Regions from separate parts of the Mus musculus genome. Here region 2 is linked to region 1. A link is a contact called in public Micro-C data. All regions are on one chromosome and are shown on one strand. The core of a region is the stretch at or near the end of the contact, and the rest is flanking DNA. Distances in the headings are between cores, read along the strand shown.

Region 1 (2,700 bases), core at 169-2,668:
CTCAGCTGGCATCTTTGTCAGGGAACTATGCTAAGGAATGGCAGAAATGCTCACCCACGCTGAGGTGGGACTGCCCTCGGGCTCAATGCAGAGGACCAGTGTGGAGCCACCTGCTGTATCACCCCGCCTTCCAGGAAGAAGGCAGCTGCTGGAGAACCCAGGGGTGAGAGGCAGGCTACGTGGGGAGTGACCTCGGTGGCCTGACAATAAACCTGCCGGACTTTGGACCTGAATCTAGCACTTGTTGGCTGAGCTTGTCCGAGATCTCAGTTCCTAGTGGCACTGGGAGAGCATGTCTTTGTCACCACCCTGCCTGGTGTTGTTCACAGGCTTCTATTTCATCTCTTGTTTACCCCTCTAGGGGCTTGGCTCTGACCATCTGACCCCCACAAGAGAAGGCTGGCTGAGAACTCAGGCTCTCAGACCCTCTTGATCTGAAAGAATGGAAGCAGTATAGAGACCCTACCTCTACCTGATGGCACATGGCGCCTCTGAGGTCATACTAGCCAAGCCACTTACTACACAATCTAGGAAAATTGGACCAGCTCTTTGGAGTCTCCACTCCCTTGTCTATAAAGTGGGCATTGTTACCTCACGGCCCCCACTAGGTGTTTCAAGGGTGACTAGGATAATACATATAGAGTGTCCCTCTCCCCGGTTCCTCAAATACGTACATATGTACACACACACACAGCAAAGATCTGTGAGTTCAAGCCTTGGCTGAGCACCAGTCAAGTGAGAGGTTTGGAACAAAGATGGGCGCTATGCTCTCAGCACACTCCAGACCAATGGGTTAGGGGACTTTCTATCCCCAGGTTTCTGGGAGCAGAACACTGGGACCCATAGTCTTTGTCCCACACTACACCTCACTGCCCATCTCTGAAGAAGGCCATGCGGAAGCCTGTAGGAGCAGAGGACACCGGGCAGGGATCCCCAACCCCATGCAGTTTGAAAATACAGGTGGACAGAGGTCTAGCATTGAACCAGAGCTTAGGGTGTTCCCTGCTTCCCTCGGACTCTGCCAGCACTGCTAGGGGCAGGCAGGGCCATGGGGACCAAGGCTGGAATGAAAGTCAGGCCCTCATTGAAATAGTTCTCTGCCTACTCCCAGACTTTGCCTCTCTCTGCTGGACCAGCTGGGAGCTAGCTGCACAGCGGCGCTCTCAGAACCAACGTCCCCTCTCCCGGCTGCTGTTTCGGCATCTCTCAAGTAACCCTGCCCAGCCCTGTCCAGTGTCACTTGAGAGTGTGTGCATGACAGTCCTTGGTGAACAAAAACATAAACACCAGCTCTGGAGAAGCAATCCACACACAGGAGTGGGTGTTTCCTCCTAGGACTGTGGAAGGGAGAAGGGCTGAGTGAGCTGCCCTGGGGCGAGGTATCCTGCCCAGAGGTCCCGAGAGAACACAGACTGCAACTCCACACAGAGGCCACGGAGGGCACTGCAAGGCCGGCCCTCCAGGCAGGCCTTGCCCCACAGCCTGGAAACCACTTGGAGACAAAGCCTGCAGCGTTGGTGTCCACCACAAGGGGCAGGAGCTGGTTGGGAAGGTAATGCCACAGTGGTAACCTGGCCCCTGTTCCCGTTCCAGGACTGAAGCAGGGTGCTAAAAATGGGGTGCAAGACAGGGGTCTCACAGTAAGGGCATGGAGGCCTCCCTTATGGCGGCTACAGACTAGCCGACCGCTCCTGCAGGGACAAAAAAGGCCATGCAGTCTGGCTACCTTTCCTCGTGGGCTCTCTCCATGCAAATATGTACTGCCTGTCTCTGTAAGCCAGTGCTGAGCAATTCTGAAAGATCCAAGCCTTGTCCTTCTTAGCCACCATGTGGGCTGACTTCACACTCCAGAGGAGCAGCCAGAATGTTCGTGTTCACCCTGCTCCACAGGACAGAGCTCACGTATATACTATAAACCTAGGCAAAAGTCCATGCCTTAGGGCATAGGCCTTACACAGGAACCTAAGTCTGATAACTCAGATTTTTGCCTCTCTGCTAGACCAGCAAGGGGCTGACCGCAGAAGCCTGGGTTCCTAGAAATTACTCCTCTCTCCAGACTGCTGCTTCTGCGTCTCTGAGGTGGGAAGCAACCCTGCCCAGCATCTGTCACAGTGTGGTTTTGCTAAGTGGACATATTGTCAGGCTTCTTTCTAAATAGTGACACATATAGACCAGTGCTCCCTGTAATCTTGGTCAGAGACGCATAACTGGTCAAAGAGACTGAACTGATGACTGAGTGAGTCCTCGGTTCTAAATGGGACAGCTATGTGACCTCCATCCCACCCTCAAGGCTGAGACACCATCTCAGATGAGGCAGAAAGAATTGAAGGCCCCAGGTGTGGGGAGGAGCACTGTGGGTGGGGAGGAGCACTGTGAGTGTGGAGGAGCACTGTGGGTGGGGAGGAGCACTGTGAGTGTGGAGGAGCACTGTGGGTGGGGAGGAGCACTGTGAGTGTGGAGGAGCACTGTGAGTGTAGAGGAGTACTGTGGGTGGGGAGGAGCACTGTGGGCACTGTCCTCTGGACATGCCACGATCAATACACTCGGGAACCCACAGCAGCTATGGCCACCGGCAGAAGACCAGGCCAACACAGTCAGGAGTCACCACTCAACAGAAAGTAACAACTGGCTTCAGTGGGCTGCCAAAGCAATACAGAAGCCAGAGCGGATGTGAGGGTGGGAGGAAGATGTGTCGGGGAT
Region 2 (2,700 bases), core at 171-2,670, 150 kb before region 1:
GGAAGATCAGGAGCTGGAAGTCAGTTTGGTCTACACAGCAAGTTCCAGGCCCACCTCAACTACAGCGTAAGACCCTGCCCCCAACAAAACAAAACAGCGGTCCTCAAGTAAGCAGTGGCAAAGCCCCAGGCCTTGTGCTATTTGCCCGATTGACAATTCTCATTTAATCCTCACGGTAAAGCAACACAATGTGTGTGAACACTTCTGCAAAGCAGTGCCTCTAGAAAAAAAGGCAATGCTTGAGCCAGGCAGTGGTGGCACACGCCTTTAGTCCTAGCACTTGGGAGGCAGAAGCAGGAGGATCTCTGTGAGTTCAAGGTCAGCCTGGTCTACACAGAGAAACCCTGTCTTGAGAAAGGGGTTGAAGGATGCTTGCTTAGCTTGTCCACAGGCACTGCCTAGGATCCTACACGGGCACCTGCGGCACTAACTAAGAACCCACAGGCTGGCGTTAGGAAAATGAGAAACCTTCAGACTTTGAGCCTCAGCAAAAGCAAAAATAAATAGAAAATTAAAAAGAAGGAAGGAAGGAAGGATGAATGAATCTGGCAAGATGACTCAGCAGTAAAGGCCCTTGCTACCAACCTTGACAGGAGTTCGGTCCTGTGTGCCATGGGTGGCAGGAGAAGAACTGAGTTCTTCAGTTTTTCTTTGGCTCCCATACACTGTGGCAAATGCACTCCCCTCCGCTAATAAACATTTTAAAATAAAATTTAAAAAAATTGGAATGCCATCTCCCACTGGGACAAGGCCTGAGCTAAGTTCCTAGTGTTTGTAACAGGCCACAGAGGGAACGACTGCTCACCTGGTGTGAGCACGCGTCACTTTCTGTCACACTGCTCAACCTTGACGGCTATCCAGAACCTCTCAGAAGTAAAGCAGAGGCAGCGGGTATTACAACAAGGCAGACTACATCCAAAGTCCTTCACGTCGTTTCTGTCCTCTCCCTTCACAAAAGTGACATCACCACAAAGCCATTTACCTGGACTGCAACAGCTCAACTGCCCACAGGAAAGACTCCCATAAGTCAAGACCCATTATTCCGCCCCAGCTCTTAGCGAGTCTACAAAATGTCACCTTCAAAGGACATTAGCACGACTCTCACAAAACCAGCAATTGAAAGTAGTTTCTATTATGATCTTCAGCAATCCCTTACATAAATAAATATTCCTCTTGGAAGAACTGCCCGCCCACTGCCTATGGGCTAAACGGTATGCTGACTGTCCGACAACAATCCCACGCTCCACCCAGCTTCCCTTTGTGCCCCCATTTCCAGGAAGCTCACACTAAATTTAGTGCGGAATTGTAGTCACTCTCACACAATTCAACATACACATTTGTGCCTTCAGAACAGAGCTTCCTCCCCGCCCTCCTCACCGGGGCGGGGCCACTTGTTGCTTTGTTTATAGCCCCGCCCCCACACCAGGACCAACAGTCAAAGAGACCACGGAAAGTCTAGAGAGGCAGCGAGGCAGGAGAGGGTGGAGAGCAACGCCCCCTGGCTCATCGTCCTGGGCGTGCTTAGGTGCTGTAAGATAGATTCTGTTCAGAAACAGATTAACTCCTGGCTACCCAGGATGTGGAAGGTGCTGTACTGATCAGTCTGTTCTGCTCTGTGTTCTGTTGCCGTAATAAAATACTGACCAAGAGCAACTCGGGAAATAAAGAACGTTTATCTTATTTTATTGTAAAGTTCTAGGTAAAAGCTTATCATTGAAGTAGACCCATGGAGGGGGCGCTACTTACTGGCTTGCTCAACCTGATTTCTTTTCCTTTTTTCTTTTAAAGATGAATTTATTTATTTTACGTATATAAGTACATTGTAGCCGTCTTCAGACACAAAGGAAGAGGGCATCGGATCCCCTTACAGATGGTTGTGAGCCACCATGTGGCTGCTGGGAATTGAACCCAGAACCTCTGGAAGAGCAGTCAGTGTTTTTTAACCACTGAGATAACTCTCTAGCCCCTCAGCCTGCTTTCTTACAGAACCAGGACCCACACAAACAAAACAAATCAGAACAAAAACCACACACACAAACACACCCACACACAAACACACAGATTTGCCCCACAGGACAATCAGATGGAGATATTTTCTCAATTGAGGGATCCTCTTCCCAGTTTGTGTCAAGTTGGCAAAAACACACTCAGCTCCACACACCGTGCTCCTAGGTGGCAGTAAAGGAGGCCCAGACGACACAGACTGAGTATGTATGGATCATCAAATGCTGCCACCTTTCAGATCAAAAGAACCTCCCACCATGCCCTTGGTTTATCGTCCGTAGGCACATCTCCTGAGGGACATTATAGACCTGACTGGTTTAAGCGTTGGGCTTTTCTCTAGGTCACACTGCTAGAAAAATCACGAACTCTTCCCCTGAACAAGGACCCCATTGCTTGTCCTCATTCACTGAGCAGGCTGGTACGGCAGGTTGACTCCAAGTCTGCTGTGGCGGGTCCTGCTGGTCCTCCTTAGGCCTACATCCCCAAAGCTCCCGTGTCAGTCACGGACTCAGAAAGGGTTAGTAGAATCTCATGAAGTCCATTCAGTAGGAGAGGTTTATCGAGCTTTCTGGGTAGGCTAGAAGGTGCCAGGCTAACTTTAAACACAGGGCAGAGGCTTGTTTCCACAGAGGTTTGTTTCCTCATTGGCCTCAGGCGCTCTCTGGGGTATGCTCTCTGACTAAAGTCCTCTGTAGT

Evidence for each region. Hi-C and Micro-C count contacts between places; a contact is called where the count stands out from the background.
Region 2: a Micro-C map of trophoblast stem cells shows a contact between it and region 1, with 3 times the contacts expected there. The contact joins two enhancer-like sites. A contact is called at or near these places in 1 of 15 datasets of contacts at CTCF or cohesin (embryonic stem cells), 7 of 484 Hi-C or Micro-C datasets (the C2C12 cell line, bone marrow-derived macrophages, cardiomyocytes and 4 more), 10 of 115 datasets of contacts at active chromatin or transcription factors (cardiomyocytes, differentiating embryonic stem cells, embryonic stem cells and 5 more) and 1 of 9 other capture datasets (embryonic stem cells).

Annotation. Positions count from the first base shown.
Region 1 is chr16:33,559,224-33,561,923 of GRCm38.p6, reverse strand. The region is part of intron 4 of Slc12a8 (solute carrier family 12 (potassium/chloride transporters), member 8); the gene reads right to left. Among named protein-coding and RNA genes, the nearest start is that of Slc12a8, 42 kb to the right of the region's middle. Within about 2 kb of position 1,418, at least 194 of the 459 cell types and tissues checked have an H3K27ac peak or open chromatin away from gene starts, as enhancers often do. A contact at or near this core is called in differentiating embryonic stem cells and trophoblast stem cells, where this site is marked.
Region 2 is chr16:33,713,166-33,715,865 of GRCm38.p6, reverse strand. All of the region lies in intron 2 of Heg1 (heart development protein with EGF-like domains 1), which reads right to left. Among named protein-coding and RNA genes, the nearest start is that of Heg1, 30 kb to the right of the region's middle. Within about 2 kb of position 1,420, at least 131 of the 459 cell types and tissues checked have an H3K27ac peak or open chromatin away from gene starts, as enhancers often do. A contact at or near this core is called in differentiating embryonic stem cells and trophoblast stem cells, where this site is marked.